Linked DNA regions of Mus musculus: regions 1, 2, 3, 5 and 6 are each linked to region 4. The links are chromatin contacts, called in public HiCAR-type, HiChIP or PLAC-seq and capture Hi-C maps. All regions are on one chromosome and are shown on one strand. The core of a region is the stretch at or near the end of the contact, and the rest is flanking DNA. Distances in the headings are between cores, read along the strand shown. Region 1 overlaps Stx18 (syntaxin 18). Region 2 holds the start of Crmp1 (collapsin response mediator protein 1). Region 3 overlaps Crmp1 (collapsin response mediator protein 1). Region 4 holds the start of Stk32b (serine/threonine kinase 32B). Region 5 holds the start of Evc2 (EvC ciliary complex subunit 2). Region 6 holds the start of Nsg1 (neuron specific gene family member 1).

Region 1 (2,909 bases), core at 54-2,553, 370 kb after region 4:
TTTTCTGGGGGCTATTTGTTTTGTTTGGGGGCTAGGAGCTTACTAATAGGAAGGAAGCCATACCTTTCAAGTTGTTAAGTCAGCTGCTAGTTCCCTGAGCTCTAGGTCACTGTGCCCTCCCACAGAACACACTACTCATCTTTGTTCAGTGTTCAGCCAGCCCTACTGTCTGCCATTCAAGACTATGGGAAGTTACATTACAAGGGTGAGACTAGAAAAAGTAATGTCTGGTGTACATGGTTCCTGTGTGTTTCGTAGAAGATGCATTGAATTCTGGGAGCCATTCTGTAGTAGAACAAGCTGGTTCTCAGTTGGAGTCCAGAACAGACCCAGACTGGCAGCACTTTACATACACAGCCGATGAGGATCAGATTCAGTCAGCTGGCCTCAGGACGATTTTCGAAGACACAGAGAGAGGAGAATCATGGTGCCACAGGTAGAGCCTCTGTGGACCCAGTAACTGAGTGGTCAGTGATGGGAAAGACAAGGGTATGATCAGGAGCCTGCTAAGAGCCAGGCACTGAGGTGCAGGAAGGGGCCAGCTTCTATAGCAGATACTTAGCAAGGTGAGTAGGCAGAACTCACAGGTATGGTTTAACTGGTGGGCATAATGGAGGCCTGTGATTTTCTGGCTTGGGACTTGAGAGAGAGGAAGTGAGAGAGAATATCAAGTCTTTAGGGTGATGGGACAACTGTGAGTGAGCTAGAGTAGAGTAGAGTGGTTGCTCTAGTGTCCTTCCAGGACATACTTCCTTTGATGCACCAGTGAAGTGTCCAGAAGACAACTGGAACGTAGAGAGAGTGGGCCTGGGTGGATATTTTATAGGCTTGTGAATAAAGTTGTGATTGGAATGAGTCTACCCAAAATGGAAAGTGTCCAGCCAAGGGCTGAACTCTGGAAGCAGGTTATACAGCTTAGTGCAAGCAGAGGGCAGTCCTCAATGGTAGCCATGCTGCGAAAGCTCAGGAGACGGCCTGGGGGAAGGAGAGGTGCTGTGAGGATTGTAAAGGAACCACCCAGAAGCCTCTAGTGCAGTGGTTCTCAACCTTCTTAATTTTTGTGACTTCAGTGGGGTCCATGCACTCCAGATGCGTGCTAGTCTGTGATTTCTCAGGCATTTGTGGTCATTTCCTTTTCTGTTAAGACTGAAGTTAGTAGTTCCCAGGTTAAGCCTGGGAACCAATCCTTGTGAAAACTCACTCTGGTTTATCAGAAGCTGGCAAGCTCTCATACCACAGCACCAGCCCTTCTGGTCATGCTGTACCCTAACTGACAGGGCAAGCTGTGTTCACTGACTGAATGAAAAATAAATAATGCTTTTGTGTTAAGAGAACTTTTTACAGTATGCCAGGGGATCCTACTGGAGTCTCTTTAATCTTGAACAATGCTTGCTTCTTTCAGAGGCAAATTATGCAGATCGGTACTTAGTGTTCTGAACTTTATCAAGTCTTTGTTGGTAGTATTGTGTGTGCCTGCAGAACACAGTTCCTACCATCTTGAGCAGGGGAGAAGGCTACAAGTCAGACCACTGCTGTGATCAGAAAAAGACACTGTCTACTGCTTTGAACTGCCCAGCATCAATAGAGCAGCCATTCTGACGAGTCTCACAATTTGGCACAGGGCTTTACTTTTAGTTTATCTTGCTTTGGATAATTTGCAAAGTACACACAGAGGAGCAGATAGCCAAGCTGTTGAGTAGATGACACATAAACAAAGCTGGAGCTGCCGCCACACTGTCAGATGGCAGCCACGTTCCTCTAAACACCTTTTGTGCCCAATACCATATTGTAAAAACTTTCCAAATTCATCCAGAGTACACATGTAGGTGTAAAACAATGTCCTTTAAATTTCAGCCAGTGCATAAAAATTAACTTGAAGGAATCCTTTGATTCCAACTAAAAGAAAGAACCAGAAAAGTTTAAAAGCCCGTGGGGGGAAATGGCAGTCTTGGATGAACTGGTATTGCTTCTGCTTTAAGGTTCATGCTGCCATCTAGTGGACAGGGGAAAGGTGTGCAGCTAACTCACTGAGAATTTTCATACTCACTATACTTCTTGAATAGGAAAAAACAACAACACCAAAAAACAAACAAACAAACAAAAAACCAAAAACAAGTCAGTGTGAAGGACTAAATTGAAGAGGTAGGAGTGGTGGCCACACCTTTAATCCTTCATTTTTGGAGGAAAGACAAGCATGTTCCTGTGGGTGAGGCCATCCTGGTCCACAGTGCATGTCATAGGCCAATCAGAAGAATCGCTTTACCAAATCTTGCATGAGGTGTGATAGACCATGCCTGTGCAGCTCATACTTTTCCCCATCAGACTTAATAGTGAGATTTGACAACGCAGCTTGCACAGGAAAGAGGCAGACCATGAGGAAGCAGCTGTGGTAACGAGAAACCGTGCCCAGTACGGACTCAGGGCTGAGCTTGAGCTTGAGATCTGTATACTCAGTATGTGACCAGAGATGTGTTAGTTTTCTTCTACAAAGGTCGTGTTCCCAACTGGCTATGGGAACAGTGGTGATCAGTGCAAATGGCAGGGCCCTTGGAACAAGAAAGAAAATGTGTTTGAGAGTGGTTGGACAAACCACTCAGGGTTGGACAAACTCCATCAGTGCTTGTTAAACAAGTGAGCAGTCTAACCATACTTGAGTTGATCTTTGTGCTTTTCAAGTGCCCTAGAGCACCTTTCTGACTTGCATTTGTCGTACTAGTCAGGACTGTGTGGGAAGCTGAACTAACCTTTCCACACATCTCCAGACAGATGGACATGTTGTCAGTGAGAGTCTTTAGTGCTTCCTGGGCAGAGGAATGTGAGGACCACTGTGCAGGCCTCCAGGGCAGCTCGTGATGAATCTGAAAAGAGAAGTGTGTATAAAAGCTAAGTCAGCATTTACCAGCATGCCA
Region 2 (2,792 bases), core at 5-2,504, 480 kb before region 4:
CCTAGGGGGCTGGCAGCTTGTGAGCCTTCCATCCAGAGAGCACAGCTGAGATTCCTGGGTCCCCAGGGAATCTCATAACCCCTATGCTAGAAAGTCATAAATAAATGAGGGGATCCCAAGTCTCCATACTTCTTCCTGGTTAAAGAAGCCCCTCAAGTCTAGACATTAAGCTCCAGGCATAGTTGGAGTGGGCTGTATTCAGGATGTGGGAGCTGCCCATAGATGGAGGCTATCGTCTGGGTCATTGCCTACTGCCTGTGTGTCTATCCCTGCATATTTGTTTCCTAAGTGTTCTGTTCAAGAGTTCTTCCTTCCCTCGTGTCTGGTAGGGATGTGCACGAATTCCCTATCAGCAGTCTACAGGCCTGTGTGTGAAGGAGCCTTTGTGAGGTTGCTTTTGGTAGTGGTGTGGAAATTCTTTACCCTGAGATGTTGTTGGGCTGTGTATCCAGCACGAGTGTGAGTCATTGGTTCAGTGACAAGTGTCTGGGAGTGTAATGCTAACATGACCTCCTTGCTATGGGATAGGAACCTCTGTTCCTGAGTGCTGCAGGCTGCATTCTCTATCATACCTTTTAGAAGCTGGCCCTTGACACCAGGGATTTCATTCTACTCTTAGTCCTGTGCCCAGCACCTACACTAGTGCCAGATCCTATCAGGCAATCAGTGTAGTAGTGTCGAGTGAGCCAATGGGGAGTTGGATGTGTATGCCTCTGACTGTGCATCTAAGATCATTTAATTTTTGTATGATTTTTGGTGGTGCGTGGGGTTGCCTGACAGGGAATCTCTGGTGTGCGCGCGCGAGCGTGTGTGAGCGTGTGCGTGTGTATCTATGGTGTGCTAGCTGTCTGGAGGGAGCGCGGAGGTACCTGATTTGGGTGTATGTACCATGTACAGACATGCTGATGTCTGTGCAACTCTTGTTTGTGAGGTGAAGCTTAACCGTGTGTACGTGCGTGTGTGTATGTGTGTTGTGCACCCGCGCACCGCCCCCACCCCGTCTCTGCCCGCGCCCTGCGCTCCTTCTAGAGGCGGAGAGCCGGGTGCGTGGAGGGCACTGCGGCTCGGCCGCCCGCCCTCCGCGCTGCGGCTACTGCACGTCACCATCCTCCCCGCCCCGGCCGCTGTCCCCGCCTCCACGGTCCTTTGTAGCTGGCAGTGGCGCTGGTCTTGGTCACCGTAGGCTCCGCCCCGCCCCGGCCACGCCCCTCGCGGGCCACGCCCCGGCCCTTCCTCCCTCCCTCTTTGCCCGACCGCAGTCGCGCTTGGGCCGCCGCGGGCCCGCACCGAGGCGCTCAGCGCGGAGCCAGCGGTGGCGAGAGCTGACCGCCGGAGACGGGGATGGCGGAGCGGCGGCGCGCGTGGAACACGGAGGACGACCTGCCGGTGTACCTGGCGCGGCCAGGCAGCGCGGCGCAGACCCCGCGCCAGAAGTACGGCGGCATGTTCGCCGCCGTGGAGGGCGCCTACGAGAACAAGACCATCGACTTCGACGCCTACAGCGTGGGCCGCCGCGGCTCCGCGCGCACACCACGCAGCGCTGGCCGGCCCGACGCCGTGGGCCTGCCGTGCCCCGGCGGCAGCGAAGACACGGCCAGTGATGTGAGCGAGCCCTCGGGCTCTGCTGTCAGTTCGCCAGGCGATCGCGATGACAGACCGCCAGCGTTGCGCATCCGATGTCCTGCGCCCCGCGACCTGCCACTCGGCCGGGACAATGGCCAGGTACCCTCGGGGCACGTGGGCCGGACGTGGGGGGCGGGGCCCTTGGAGACCCAGGGCTTGGGTGGCGCGAGGGCGAGTGTGGGGGCCCCGCTGCCACCAGGTTCTGGGGGACTGCTACGGCCCCTCCCCCACATCATCCTACAAGAGGTTCAGAGAGGTTGTAGGATAGGCCAGGGTTGGCCAGCATAGCCTCAGAAAGCCAAGCCAGGTTCTGAGAGGGGAAGTAAGTTGCTGCAGCTGCCGCTAAGGGACCTGTAAGGTGAATTTAAGCCTCGTTCACCTTCTGGGGTTCTGTGAAAAGGTGAGCATTCTCTGTCTTCTTCCATCTATCTATCCGCTCACCCAGTGATCGTGGACGCTTAGGCTGCACTTGGCTCTGGGAGAGGTTCACGGAATGACTCTGTTCATACAGCTGCTCCCGCCCCTCCCTGGGGGGACGATGTGGTTAAGGGTTCAGATGCTGGGCAGTAAGAAATCATCCAGGACACTCCTGGATGTGTAAATTGGAGGCGAACCCGGGATTTGAACCCAGGCGTATGGACTCCCCGACTTCCGAAAGTGAGGAGGGACCTCAGGAAAAGACATGACCAGGGCTTGGGCTTTAGAGATTTTCTTCCCTAAGTTGGAATTTACCAGGGAATACGGATGGTCAGACAGAAGAGTCCTGGACAGGGTGGGTGAGGTCAGAGCCACGTGTCTGGGAAACAGAAGTTGGAGCAGCTCTGGGAAGCTGTCCCTTGAGCTCTGGGCTGGGCTGGCTCGGCAGCCTGGCCCCACCCTCCAGAAGTTCCCTGGCTGGGGAGAGAGAGCTGTGGACTCATTTCAAGAATTAAGTTCAATCAGGTCGAGAGTGATCAATAAATGCTTGCTATGGAGTTTTATCATCATTCTCGGTTTAATTAATTAATTCGCCCTTTCCGTTAACACTATGAGAAAGTGAACCCAGAGGAAGAGTTTGAACAGGACTGTAATCTGGACAGGCGTTTTGAAGAAAATGGGCTGGTCTGAGGGCGGTGTTCTTGCTTCGGCTCTGTCGCCTGCTCTGGAACTCTCCATGGTCCTGAATCTGC
Region 3 (3,165 bases), core at 616-3,115, 460 kb before region 4:
GCCAGAGGACACACATGAGTGTCATTCCCTAAGTGCCACTTGCCTTTTGTTACTTGAAACCAAGTCTCTCATTTCATGTGTAATTCACTGATTATACTAGACTGGTTTTTCAGTGAGCTGCAGGCATCTGCCTGTCTCCTCCCTGGTGCCGGGATTAAAAGCACATGCTGCCACTCCTGGTTTTCTTGAAGTGGGCTCTGGAGATGAACTTGTGTTTTTGAGCTTGCAAGGCAGGCAGCTTTATTGACTGAGCCATCTCCTCTGCCCCACATGTGAGTTTTTACGATGAGAAAAAGGAGTTTTAGAATGCAAGGTCCTTGGATCAGAGTTATAATATTTCTAAATTTCATCTGCTCATGGGGTGTCATGAAATCTAACATCTGAAGATATTTTAAAATGTGTCACAGTGTGGTTTGGTGGATTCCATGTGGACAGGGAGTTGAGAGTCCTTGAGTCTGATCTGTGAGAGCCTTGGCTACTTGTGCAAAGCTGGGCCACCCATGTTCCTGAGTTTAATCTGTCTGATACACACCATCCCATGTATCAGTTAGAAAGAACATACTTGTCAAAACACTTTTCCCAGATGTCTTCTATGGATATTACCCCACTTAATTGACCTGCCCTGTTCATGGGGGGTGTGAAGCGTTCATGGAAGAAGCTATATACAAAGTTCCTCAGAGTCTTCATAACATACTGCATGCTGTCAGGGTTAGGGCTTTGTGAGGAGACTGAAGCCTCCCTGCTGTGCTGGGTGGCATATTCTGACTTGCCACACCTGGGGACCCTCGCCCATGATGGCACTTTCTGTATGTCTCTGAATTGGAGCTTAGCAGCAATGATGCTGAGAACCCTTGTTTAGGACTGGGAAGATGGTTTACTTGGTAAGGGCTGGAGTGGAAGAGTAAATTTGGTTCCTGGAAACCATACCAAAAAAAAAAAAACAAAACAAAACAACAACAACAACAACAACAAAACCCAACCAAAAACCAACCAAACCAAACCAAACCAAACCAAGCAAACCAAAACAACAACAACAACCCCCCCCCCAAAAAAAAAATCAAAACCAAAACCAAACCAAAACCAGAGAAAGGTGATGGATCAGCTGTTAAGTGCTGGTGTGGAGAACCTGAATTTGGTCCCTGAAACACACAAAAAGCCTGACATGGTGGCGTGCCTGTAATCACAGTACAGGGTAGACAGAGATAGGCGAATCCCTGTGGTTCATTGGCCAGTCAGGTTAGCCTACCTGGGAAGGTCCAAGCCAATGAGAAGCTGTCTCAAAAGAGCAAGACTAAATTCTGGAAGATGACACTAGACCTCCATACAGGTGTACACACCATCTACATGCACACGTGTTCTCCCACATGAATGAACACACACACACACACACACACACACACACACACACACACACACACACACACACAGAAAGAGAGAGAGACACACATAGAAAGAGAGAGACACACAGAGAAAGAGACAGAGACAGAGAGAGGCAGGTGACAGACACAGAAAGACAGACAGAGAGAGAGAGACAGAGAGGGGAGGACTTTTACAAAACAGAGTAGCAACCATTTTCAGGAAGGAAGATAGACAGACAGACACCTCAATTCTTGCCTGTGTATACATTTTCCACTACAGATTTCTTGGTGTCTGTCTCCTGGTGGTCCCTCCCTCTCACATACAGAATCTGGAGTTAGATGGAGGGGTGTGTTTGAGCACAGGCTCTGCTTTTCGACTCTGGAAACAGAGCTGGCTGGGGATGACCCGGCACACTGCATTTAAATGCCTCCTTTCAGGCAGTGCCTGAGAAACCCACCATTAAATGTGACAAGGCAGACACTGCTCCCTGCTGCGCAGCAGCTGTGGATGGCGCGTGCTTGCCTGCTGCTGGTGCTGGAGAACCCTCACCTCCCACTTGTCTGTGCTGCCCCAGACACTCAGGGCCCAGTCCTCTTCTGTCTGATGCTTTGCACTGCCCTCTGAGGTCTCATGGGGTTGCAACATCCTTTCTGCCTCCTTCATTAGGAGCACAGGACAGGAGGTTGGACTGGAGGAGAGCTACTAATTTTGCACTTCTAACTTTAGAGACATTCCAGCTGGGGAGTGGGGGCTGCTCCATATTTTTCCCTTTGAACAAATGATGTCATCTCTTTTCCCTATCTTTACATATTCATCTTTCAAGGCCAAGTTCAGGCATCCCAGGATACCCATCTGCCCATCATCCTTCAGTATTTTCATCTGTCCACCCATCTACCCACCCACACCTCCACCCACACATCCATCCACCTTCCTCTGATCTGTCCATCCATTCATCCACCTAATAATTCATTTTTCCATGTCACCCATCTATCCTTAATATATCTATTTTCCTCCCTCCCCCCTCCCTCCCTCCCTCCCTCCCTCCCTCCCTCCCTCCCTCCCTTCCTTCCTTCCTTCCTTCCCTCCTTCAATAAATGGTTCTGTACTGGTTAGTTTTTACAGTCAAGTTGATACACCCTAGGATCACCTGAGAAGAGGGAACTTAGTTGAGGAACTGCCTACATCAGATGGTCCATGGGAAAGTCTGTGGGGACAGTTTTGTTTAATAATTGATGTGGGAAGGCCCAGCCTGTTGCTGGTGGTATCATTTCCAGGCAGGTATTGTGGGATGTGTAGAAACCTAGCCGAACATAACATAAGTCAGTGAGCAAGTGAATAAATAGCTTTCCTCCATGGTTCCTGCCTCTTGGCTCCTGCCTTGAGTTTCTGGTCTGACTTCCCTCAGTGATGGATTCTGACCTAGAAGCTAACGTGAACCCTTCCCACCAAAGAGCTAGTTTTGGTCAGTGTATTATCACTACAACCCCTTAGAATCTAATAGGGCAAGCCACACATTAGCTAGACATGGATAAAGCCCGTGTGACAGATGCTCTCGTAAGAGCCGTGGAAACAGAAAGCAGGTGTGATGTGTAGGTTCTCCTGGCAGGTGGCAATCAATGTGTGATGCTCTTTCAGACGTCTCTGTCGTGTAGGGTCTGAGTGATGCTGCAAACTTCAAGACCCTATGATTTGCTTCTGCTCGGCAAGCCACAGCTTCCTTAGCTGGGATCTTTGGCTGGGCTTGCTCATGTCTTCCCCTCTCACAGCATCTGCCACGGCAGAGACACCATTAGGATCATGGTCCTT
Region 4 (2,971 bases), core at 21-2,520:
ATGTGAGTAATGATTGAACTTCCAACGACCTGATTAGGAACCTTCACAGATACGGATGAAATGAGGATTCAGAGGGGTTGAGTCCCAGGACACATGATATTGAAAGTAAATGCTAAGAAAACTTCTTACACTTTTGCTCAGCCAAATACCCATTTACCAAATCCTGCCACCATTAGCTACAAGGACTCTCCAGACCAGGCATCTATACAAGGTTGATAGCCTACAATACTCCCTACCAAGAAGCTAGCCCCAAGCAGGGCTCCTTCCTCAGAGCCACTGACTTCAGCTACAAAAAGTTTCCTTATGCCGTCCTGATACCAAATATGCGGTCCTGATACCAAATAGGTGGGGTCTCTCTCTCTCTCTCTCTCTCTCTCTCTCTCTCTCTCTCTCTCTCTCTCTCCCTCTCCCCCCCTCCCACACACACACACGTTGTGCGTTGTGCACTTTCACCCAGTAGGCCACTTCTGTGTTATCCTCAAGTTCTAAAGGCCACCTTGGAGTCCCAGAATGCTGAGCAGGAGCAACGCCCCCTACTCTACTGTGAAGCAAGATCTTCCCTGTGACGCCCCCTCCCCCAAGTGATACCTTGAGTCCCCTTTTCCTCTCCCAGTCTTCTGTCCCAACTCTAGGTTCAGCATGATCTGGGCTTCCAAAAAGCACTAGAGCCTAAGAAGTGGCCAAGTAGAAGCTCTATGCCTAGCACTGGGCCGGTGCACAGCCAGTGCGAGGTTGACAAGGCTGTGCTGAGACCCTTGCGCTACACTCAGCAGGCGCTCAGTGAAGGATAGCAAAAGGAAGGGACGCCCAGGGGATGTGGGGAGTGGCGGCTCCTGTTAGGGAGGCTCTTACCTTCTTCGTTCTCATCAAACACTGGGGGCTTGTGGGAGTGGTTCCCGCCCATATTCCGCCGCTACTGCCGCTACTACATGCCCGGCCTCTCCTTTCGGGATGTCAGATGCAGGATTCTCACAGCGATACGGGATCCAGGATGCTCTTGGGATGCAGTGTGCAGGATGAGAGCCCTGGGATGCAGCCTGGGTGAGAGCAGCCAGCCAGGGTTGTAGCGTGTGTGGAGGGGGCCGATTGCAGGGCAGGGATGGGGACCGTGTGGTCACCCCTCCTCCAGGGTGTCACCCCGCTGCGATCACCGCACCCCCTGAGCCCTCACCCGATTCTCTCCATGACGCACAATACACGGATGGAAACCCGGGGACTCCCTGAGCCCAGACCACCGTGCAGCTCTGCTCACAACGGTGGTGAGGAAAAAGGAGGAGGAAGAGGCGAGAAAGGAGGGTGGGAGGGCGTGCAGCAGGAGGAGGGGGCGTGGACCCGGATCTCAGCCAAGAGTTAGAAGCCACCGCCCCCCACTTCACAGTCGGGTAGGCGGGGACTCCGAGGGAAGGGGCCTCCCTGGAGCTGCTGGGTTCCCGGGACTCCCCACCCGCAGCGTTTGACAGTTCGTATAGACTCAGAACTGCGCTCACCCACTGGCTCCGCCACAGGCTTCTTTGTTTTCCGGGATGTTTAAATGAGTGAAAGGAGGGCCCAGACAATCGATGTCTAATATGTAACCTCTCTCGTTGTACATTAAGAAACTGAGGCCTATGAGGCTGCCGTTTATGTTTAAAAAAAAAAAAAAAAAAAAAAAAAAAAAAAAAAAAAAAGTACGTTTTTTGGAAATTGCCTGTCTGGGTCCTCCGGATTGGGGCAGGGTTCACATCTGGGTCTGGGCTTCTGCAGCAGCTGGGGCGAGCTTGAGGGAGCTGGCGGAGGGACGGGGATTGTCTTTCCAGAGACCAGGATGCCTAAGGACCCTAGGCTTGCTGGGGCCAGAGTGGGCGGCACAAACTCCCCAGGAGGCAGACATTACCTGGCAGCACCGGCTGCTGGCCCAGACTTCCCAGGGTCGGGTTATCTCTGGCCACATCCTGCCACCTGCTGGGCACTGGGAGCCACTGTGAGAAAGCTAAGGCTCTTTTTTGGGTCTTCCAAACCTATTCCCTTCCTTCTGTCCTCTACCCCACCGTGTCCTTTTTGACCAACACAACTTTTAGACTCCACGGGGAGGAAGGGGGAGAAAAAGGAGTCGGCTCCACCCTCACCTGACTGACTTAACTGCTTCTCATCCAATTGGTCTCATCTAGAAGACTACACACACCTGATGTTTGTGTGCCAGTCCTGGGGTTCTCCTCTGTGGTATGGGATGATACCCAGGTTGCTGTAATATGTATAAAAGAAGCAAGAGCGCCTGATGGGAGGTTAATAAAGACAAGCACACGTGTTCCTCCTTGCACCAAAGAGCTTCAGTGGTGTGGCCAAGCTACACCAGATCCAGCATGGCCAAATGCAGAACACAGGAAACACCTCAAGAGTCAGTGGGAGAAATTCAGACAGTGCCAAGTCTTTACCCCATTCTAGGGGTATTATTGTATGAATAAATCGTACAATCTCTTCTGGCCTCAGTCCCTCCATTTGAGCAATGGGACTAATGGCACATCTACCTTCTCAGGGCTCATGTTGGGGAATAAGGGGCTTGATAGTGATCTCTGGAACACAGTGAGCATGGCATGAGTGTGTGCTGTTGCCTTGGATCATGAGTTGCTGTGTGGGCATCTTCTGCCTCCTAGCTCAGGCGAGAGAGGGAGGAGCTCTTAGAAGCTGTGACAGAAAGCTATGTGTTTTGAAGCATTATCACAGAATACTTGGCTGATATGCATTTGAAAGTAATAGCCATATCAGCAAAGATGGTCTCTGTGATTTTGCTGTTAGAAAGGTTCCCAGGATCCTTGGTGATAGGAAAGCCATTTGTCTGCCCCTCCCTGGAAGACCAGAGAGACCGACCTTGAACATCTGCTCCCTCTCCTCTTGGCATTGTTCAGACAATGTTTGCTAATACTTCTAATGGGTCAGGAACTAGAAATGCAGTGGACTAAGACAAGGTATGGCTTCATACCGGAGTGTAGGAGGC
Region 5 (3,045 bases), core at 315-2,814, 380 kb before region 4:
CTTTCCGGGCCATCCCTACAGTGCACTGAGCATGCGCAGCCGGGGCGCGCCTTTCAGCCCGAGGACCCCACATGCAAGAGCAAAGGAGCACCCCTCCTCCCAGTCTCCGGAGCAAGCTACTCTTTTGTGATCACTGAGCGTTCAGGTTGCCCTGAGTCCTGAGCTGGCGGCCAGATTAACTCCAGCAGCACCTCAAGGTTGCTGTAGCCTGTCCAATCCGATTCCCGCGCCGCTCCTGGGGCAAGTCGTTCTTCCCTCCGGGATGCTCCGCACCCAACTGATTGAACACTTCTTTTAACCCTGCTTTCTCCCCGAGAAAAATTCTTCTTTATGAGCGAATGTTACATTCGGGCCCCTCTAGAATCCTGACGTCTCTTCATTTTATCCTTCATGGTTCCACGTGGGCAGATTGGGAGCCAGTACTTCAGCCTCTTCAAAGAAACTGTCAGGGGAAGTGTCTCATTCAAGATCTGACAGCTCAGAAGAAGATGGCAATGTCTGTCTGCTCACACCTGTGGCTTCAGGTCACACACCTGTTAAGAGGACCTTCCTGTCCTCGGGGTATCCCTGGGAACTGGAACATCTTCCTGGCAATAGCTTCATGCTGCAACGTAGTGTTGGTTGGATGCTCAGGCCTGACTTTAAAAAACGCACAAGGTCAGGTAGTGGCGTACAGCTGTTATCTCCCGGTCACTCAGGCTATTCAGGAGGCAAAGGCAGATCACCTGACTCATCTCAAAAGGGTGGAGGGTGGGGTGAGGGAAAGGATCCATTAAAAATCAACGCTGCTTATGTTTTGCCTCTAAAGTCACTTGTTAATACTGCCTTAACACTGCTCCAGGATGCCTGGCACTTCTCAAGGGTGCAGTACCTGATGTGAGAGGTTTAGTTAAGGACACTAAGGGCTGCAAACTCCTGGTCTTATCCAGGTCAGGTCAAGAAAGGGATGTGTCATTGAAGGTGTGGAGAGGCTGATACAAGGCTCTCCGGCAGCTGCCCAGCAGGACCGTTCACAGAAGACCCTGTCCCTGGATAAGGGACATCTCTAGAGCCCAGAAGGCAGACTACCCCTTCCCCAGCTCCTCCCTCTGGGCACTCAGGGGAGCCCTAACACCCCTTGGGGGAGCTTTCTGCCCCAGCTTACTCATTGGCCAAGTGATGGCTTCATTGTTGCTGGAGAGGCTGGGCAGGTCCAGCAAGATCCCCAGCCCGGATTCAGACAGTGGGTACTCTGCTGAGACTTCCCCCTGCTCCTTTTTCTGTGACCTTTCTAATGCTTCCCTGAGGTTTTTTAACCTCGCTGAGGTGGTCTGAGGAGAGTCGGGTTCAAACAGCGTCTCTGGGAATTCCTAGTGCTAAGACTGGGCTGAGATCTAGAGAGTCAGTGGGCATTAGTAGAGGCCCTTGTCACCCTTGGGGAAGAAGAGTAGCGGGGGTGATTTGGAGTGAGGCACAGCAAGCGAAGGAGCTGCGCAGCTCCCTCCTACGCAGCTTGCGGCCTCCAAACTCCAGATGCCAGCGTTCCAGAAAACTTTCCAGGCGGTTCGCACTGAGCATGCTCCGCGGCGGGGGCGGTCCCGGGGTCCGGAAGCTCCGCGACTCTGCGGGGCCTGTGTGGGGTCTGTAGCCACCAGATGGGGGCGACGGGCCCCACGGGCGCTGGGGGACGAGCCACGTGGGTGCTGGCTGGGAATATCCTGGCCGCTGCCCTGGTACTGGGCTCGGGTCCGCGTGCACTTCCACCATCCTTCCCTGCCCTGGGCCCAGGGTCACCATCTCGGCCCGGCCCAGCAGGACCCTGGGCAAGCTCGCAGGTAAGGAGAGCTGGAGCTTGTGTCTGTCTCCATCCTCTGAAAGAGTCCTGCCCTGTAGGGCACAAGATCAAGTGGAGGGAGAGGCTGAACTTTTTGCTTGGTGGTGCTTCTAGGTGCGTTCTGCACATACTTGTATCAACGGAACTCCAGAATCGGTGAAGCCTCACGCTTGGTAGCCATAGGCTTGTATGGGTTCGGATCCAGATTCGCACCCTAGCATTTCCATGTCTGAGGGCAAATCACTTTTTATGTCTTCCTTTCTCAGGCCACTGGGACCCAAGTCATCTGAAGCCACCGTATGCACATTAGTTAGGTTAGTTAATGTATGTAGGGGTGCTAATATGGTGAGAGAGCTGGGAAGACTGGGTAGCTTTGAACTGGCCTCCAGTCTACTGGCTGCAGTAGGCCACTGGCCCCGTTTGTAGTAGTTCTAGCATTGGAAAAGCACAGGGTTCCCAGTGCCCCATAAGCCCCCCTCTGCAAGTTAGCCCCCAGCCCTCCTGCCTTCTTCTCAGGATTGGCTTACATACGCTCCTCCCTGCATTCTGCTATCTCTTCGGCTTAGCCATCACTTACTTCTGGCTCTTGGCCACCCTTCCACTCGGTTCCACCCACCACTCTTAATTTGTATCTTATCTTCTGCTAGTCAGCCCACCCACCACTCTTAATTTGTATCTTCTGCTGGTCAGCTTTACCTGTCAGCCTGACCCACCCTAGGATGACCTGGGAAGGCTGTCTCAGTGAGGGATTGCTTAGATCACGTTGGACAGGGCCTGGGCTGGAGGAGGAGGGTTATCTCTATGTGGAAGGCCCAGCCCACTGTGGGCAGTGCCATTTCCTGGGCAGGGGGGCTTTGACTTGTGTAAGAGTAGAGAAAGAAAGCTGAGTACTCGGCCTGAAAGCATTTATTGCTCTCTGCTCTGAAATGTGGCTGTGATGTGACCAGCGGCTTTAAGCTCTTGCCCTTTGGCTTACAGGCAGAATGGATTCTAACTTGAAATTACAAGCAAAAATAAACCCCTTTCTCCTGTAAGCGGCTTTTTGTCAGGGTGTCCCATCACAGCAGCAGAAACGAAGTACAGCCTCTCTTAGTCATTCTGACGATCACATCTGTGCTCACCGCTGCCCTGATTCCTGTCACCATGGCCCTGGGAGAAAATGCAGCTTCAGTTCCCAGGAGGGCCCTGGCTAGTGGCATGGCCTGTTGGAATGGACTCTAGTGTTGCCTGCC
Region 6 (2,977 bases), core at 71-2,570, 440 kb after region 4:
AAGATGGTCCTGGTTACACTAGCATTGCCAAGCTCGAGCTCAGATCTGGAGATGTCACAAAAGGAACAAAGAGGAATCAGCACACACCCAGTGAGGCAAGTGGAGCTGAAACCCCCGCACAAGGAAAGCATAAGGACCAGCTAGCTCCCTAAGATCACTCCTGACCCCCCATACCAACAAGCAACGCTCTCACAAGACTCCCCCAAATCAAGAGGGGGACTTCCACTGAGGAGTCTTGCCGAGACAAAGGTGTCATCTAAGGCGGGGGAGGGGGGTCTCCAGCATCACCAAACCCATAATCACGAGGGTACATTGTGCTCTCCCTGCCTTCCTCCTCCTGGCTGAGCCCGCCTCCACCTCTCCACGCGCACAAGGCGTTTCTTTTGTTTCAGTTGCAGCCGAAGATTTAGGGGTGCACACTCAGCAGCGCGGGAATGTCGCGGGGGGCTCATACCTTATCTGGGGGTGGGAACTGCAGCTGGTTGACATCGAGGGGCGTCATCAAAGGAATGGTGTCGAAGCCATCCTCCAGCAGTGGCTGCTTGGTGCCCTTCTCTGCGAAATTATTCCCCAACTTCACCATGGTTGCGAAAGACACGAGGCTGCGGCCTGCGGAGGGAGGGCCGCGCGGGGGTCAGGGCGAGCCGTGGCCCGACCGGGCGGGGCACAGCCAGAAGGACTCCGCACACCCACCCGCTGTCTCCGCGGTCGCTGTCCCCGCCTTATCTCCCCAGAGAGGTAGCAGGGACGCGGCGATCTAGCCAGATCAGAGTCTCAGGCTGTGTATTGACTAACATTTCTAGACTCCCATCCCGCAGGGCGCATCACGGCCGGGTAAGGGGACGCTACCCGTGCCCAGCCTTTCTGGACGCGTACCCTGTCGGGTGGCACTGGCCTCCTGCAGGTCTCCCGCGGCCCTCTGCTTGAGAGATGCTCCTCTGCCCTCCCCGTTCGCCACCCGCACTCACCCCACGCCTGGCTCCGGAAGATCTGGGCTCCAAGCGCGCTCCGAGGCTCAGTGTCGCCCGCTCCCGCGCACAGCAATGGCGGAGGCGGCGCCGCGGCCGGGGGATCGGCGATTGGGTTCTGTGCCTCCCGCCTCCGCGCGCCGCCTCCTTCCTGCCGTTCCCGGGGGCCGCGCGCGGGAGTGCGCGTGGGGCCGCGCGGATGCGCCTCCGCCTTGACGCAGCGCCGCCCGCGCGCGGATCGGTCGCACAAAGGAGCACGCGACTGCAGTGGGGGTCCCCCGGGGACCCCGCGCGCTCCCCGACCGGAGGAAGGAGAACCTGAGACTCCCAATGCCCGACTAAGGGAATACCCGAGCGGGCTGCGCAACCCTGGGGCGGCGGCCGAGCGCGGGGAGATTGGGGGGAAGGAAGGGAAGGAGGGAGGAGGAGATAATGGGAAGCCAGGGAGCCCCAAAGGTGGATGAAGGCAAGGTGCCGGCCCACTGTCAATCAGATCTGAAGGATGACAAAGATTTTCGGAGGACAGTGTAGGTGATACACCTCGGTGGCTCTTAGTGTGAGGCTAAGTGGGAGAGGGAAGGAAAATGAGGGCGGGTCCCTATAAAAAGAGGGAGATTGCAGGATGTGAGGTAGTGCTGTCCCACTAGGGATGCATGCCTAGAGTGTGGGAACAAGAGGCCAGGTGTTCAGAGCTCAAAGTTCTGCTCAAGAGGCAGACTAGCCAAAGCTGTCAGTGGTCAAGGCGGAAGGGGAGGTGGGAATCTCCCGACCGCAGCTGCAGTCCGCATGGATAGCATAGAGACCCAAAAGGAAGAATGAGGTTCTAGGCTGACCGGTGCCCCAGGCGGCCACCCTAATGAAGGCCACTGCACTTTACAGACCTCTAGTCGGCCTTGTTTGCAGGATGCAGGATAGGGAAGACTACTTGGATGTGAAAGCGAAGCTACAAAAGGAGTAGGGCTGAGGGCCGGCGCGGGAGGAGCAGCGCCTCATCATCTGCGGCCATCATTCTGTTCCCCAGAGAAACCTGGAGAATAACAGAAACCTTCAACAGCAGCCTATATAGGTCCAAATTCCAGACTCTCCAGGAGGGCCCCTTCTTTAAAGGGGTGGGGGGAGGTTTGCCCGGGTTTCTCTGCCCAGGCCTTGACAAGGTCCCGGATGCCATTGAGTCAAGTCAGGTCAGCCTGACTAGGGCCCAGAGTCTCATCTCGGGTGCCTTTCTGGGCTTCTCCAGGCTGAGGGAAGGGCTTGAAGACACCTGTCTGACATCAGGTTGTCCTCTTGGCAGCTGAGAAAGGAGTTTGAAACCACCCAGGCACTAGCCTGCAGGCATCACGGGGCCTACCAGTCAGACTGTCTAGTTTGTGTAAGAGAAAGGCTTTATCTCTATCTCAGTCTCCAGCCTTTTCACGGCACTAGCCTACTCTGCAGTCAGAATCCTCACAAGAGCAATAGGATCACACCCTCTCCCTCCAAGACAGCCCAGGATCAGGCTATCCCCTAGACAGCCAGGGTTATGCCGCGACTTGCTGGCCTGGGGATTGCACATTACTTCTGTGTGGTTTTCTTTGCTTGTATCTGAACCCCATGAAGGGCATCAGAAACACAAAGTGCGCAAGACACACTGCCACCTTTCAAGGACAAAGCCTCAGCTCCTACCCGGAGATGTGACAGAGAGTCAGAGAAGGGAGCATGCTCAAGGAGAGGATGTATGTCCAAGTAGGAAGAATGCAGAGACAGCATATTCACTCTGTCACTCCTGGAACACATGACCCACAAACTAGCAACTCTAAAAGAATGGAAATGTATCCTAAGCACTGGAGGCCAGAGGTCCACAGTCAAGATGTGGACAGGGCCCTACCCCCTCTGGAGGCTCCCCAGAAGAACCTCTTCCTTTTCTGGCTTTGGTGAAACCGGCAGTGCTTGGCGTATGGCCACATCACTCCAATCTATGTTCATGTCACTCCCAGCATAGCCCTTCCCTCTACCTTGTATGTCTCACCTCA

What was found. HiCAR-type assays count read pairs that join an accessible place to other places. HiChIP or PLAC-seq counts read pairs in DNA pulled down with a chosen protein or histone mark. Capture Hi-C pulls out chosen DNA fragments and counts their contacts.
Region 1: an H3K4me3 HiChIP or PLAC-seq map of forebrain shows a contact between it and region 4, with 3 times the contacts expected there. The contact joins the enhancer-like site here to the promoter of Stk32b in region 4. A contact is called at or near these places in 5 of 39 promoter capture datasets (the 3T3-L1 cell line, embryonic stem cells, frontonasal cranial neural crest and 2 more), 2 of 484 Hi-C or Micro-C datasets (cortical neurons and embryonic stem cells), 3 of 115 datasets of contacts at active chromatin or transcription factors (embryonic forebrain, forebrain and stem cell-derived neural progenitor cells) and 3 of 9 other capture datasets (embryonic stem cells, embryonic tail and embryonic trunk).
Region 2: a HiCAR-type map of astrocytes shows a contact between it and region 4, with 2.8 times the contacts expected there. The contact joins the promoter of Crmp1 here to the promoter of Stk32b in region 4. A contact is called at or near these places in 16 of 39 promoter capture datasets (the 3T3-L1 cell line, 3T3-L1-derived adipocytes, the SN4741 cell line and 9 more), 1 of 484 Hi-C or Micro-C datasets (muscle stem cells), 8 of 115 datasets of contacts at active chromatin or transcription factors (astrocytes, embryonic basal ganglia, embryonic forebrain and 5 more) and 2 of 9 other capture datasets (embryonic stem cells and pancreatic islet).
Region 3: an H3K4me3 HiChIP or PLAC-seq map of forebrain shows a contact between it and region 4, with 4 times the contacts expected there. The contact joins the enhancer-like site here to the promoter of Stk32b in region 4. A contact is called at or near these places in 5 of 39 promoter capture datasets (embryonic stem cells, liver, maxillary cranial neural crest and 1 more), 8 of 115 datasets of contacts at active chromatin or transcription factors (craniofacial prominence, embryonic basal ganglia, embryonic forebrain and 5 more) and 1 of 9 other capture datasets (embryonic stem cells).
Region 5: an H3K4me3 HiChIP or PLAC-seq map of embryonic stem cells shows a contact between it and region 4, with 11 times the contacts expected there. The contact joins the promoter of Evc2 here to the promoter of Stk32b in region 4. A contact is called at or near these places in 14 of 39 promoter capture datasets (the 3T3-L1 cell line, embryonic stem cells, frontonasal cranial neural crest and 7 more), 8 of 484 Hi-C or Micro-C datasets (cerebral cortex, cortical neurons, embryonic stem cells and 3 more), 21 of 115 datasets of contacts at active chromatin or transcription factors (SST interneurons, astrocytes, craniofacial prominence and 11 more) and 5 of 9 other capture datasets (adipose tissue, embryonic stem cells, embryonic tail and 2 more).
Region 6: a contact with region 4 is called in a capture Hi-C map of embryonic stem cells, with 4 times the contacts expected there. The contact joins the promoter of Nsg1 here to the promoter of Stk32b in region 4. A contact is called at or near these places in 2 of 115 datasets of contacts at active chromatin or transcription factors (embryonic limb bud and stem cell-derived neural progenitor cells) and 1 of 9 other capture datasets (embryonic stem cells).

The regions. Positions count from the first base shown.
Region 1 is chr5:38,089,233-38,092,141 of GRCm38.p6, forward strand. The region is part of intron 1 of Stx18 (syntaxin 18); the gene reads left to right. Among named protein-coding and RNA genes, the nearest start is that of Stx18, 51 kb to the left of the region's middle. Within about 2 kb of position 1,304, at least 13 of the 459 cell types and tissues checked have an H3K27ac peak or open chromatin away from gene starts, as enhancers often do. A contact at or near this core is called in forebrain, where this site is marked.
Region 2 is chr5:37,240,804-37,243,595 of GRCm38.p6, forward strand. It overlaps Crmp1 (collapsin response mediator protein 1), which reads left to right and starts at 1,255. Exons shown (of 14, transcript NM_001136058.2): 1 at 1,255-1,722. The coding sequence starts at 1,342.
Region 3 is chr5:37,260,051-37,263,215 of GRCm38.p6, forward strand. The region is part of intron 1 of Crmp1 (collapsin response mediator protein 1); the gene reads left to right. Among named protein-coding and RNA genes, the nearest start is that of Crmp1, 20 kb to the left of the region's middle. Within about 2 kb of position 1,866, at least 12 of the 459 cell types and tissues checked have an H3K27ac peak or open chromatin away from gene starts, as enhancers often do. A contact at or near this core is called in forebrain, where this site is marked.
Region 4 is chr5:37,715,883-37,718,853 of GRCm38.p6, forward strand. Stk32b (serine/threonine kinase 32B) reads right to left here and starts at 1,271. Exons shown (of 12, transcript NM_022416.2): 1 at 853-1,271. The coding sequence starts at 904.
Region 5 is chr5:37,336,914-37,339,958 of GRCm38.p6, forward strand. It overlaps Evc2 (EvC ciliary complex subunit 2), which reads left to right and starts at 1,565. Exons shown (of 20, transcript NM_145920.3): 1 at 1,565-1,814. The coding sequence starts at 1,635. It also overlaps a transcript of Evc not described here.
Region 6 is chr5:38,158,423-38,161,399 of GRCm38.p6, forward strand. It overlaps Nsg1 (neuron specific gene family member 1), which reads right to left and starts at 1,321. Exons shown (of 5, transcript NM_010942.4): 1 at 969-1,321; 2 at 455-609. The coding sequence starts at 583.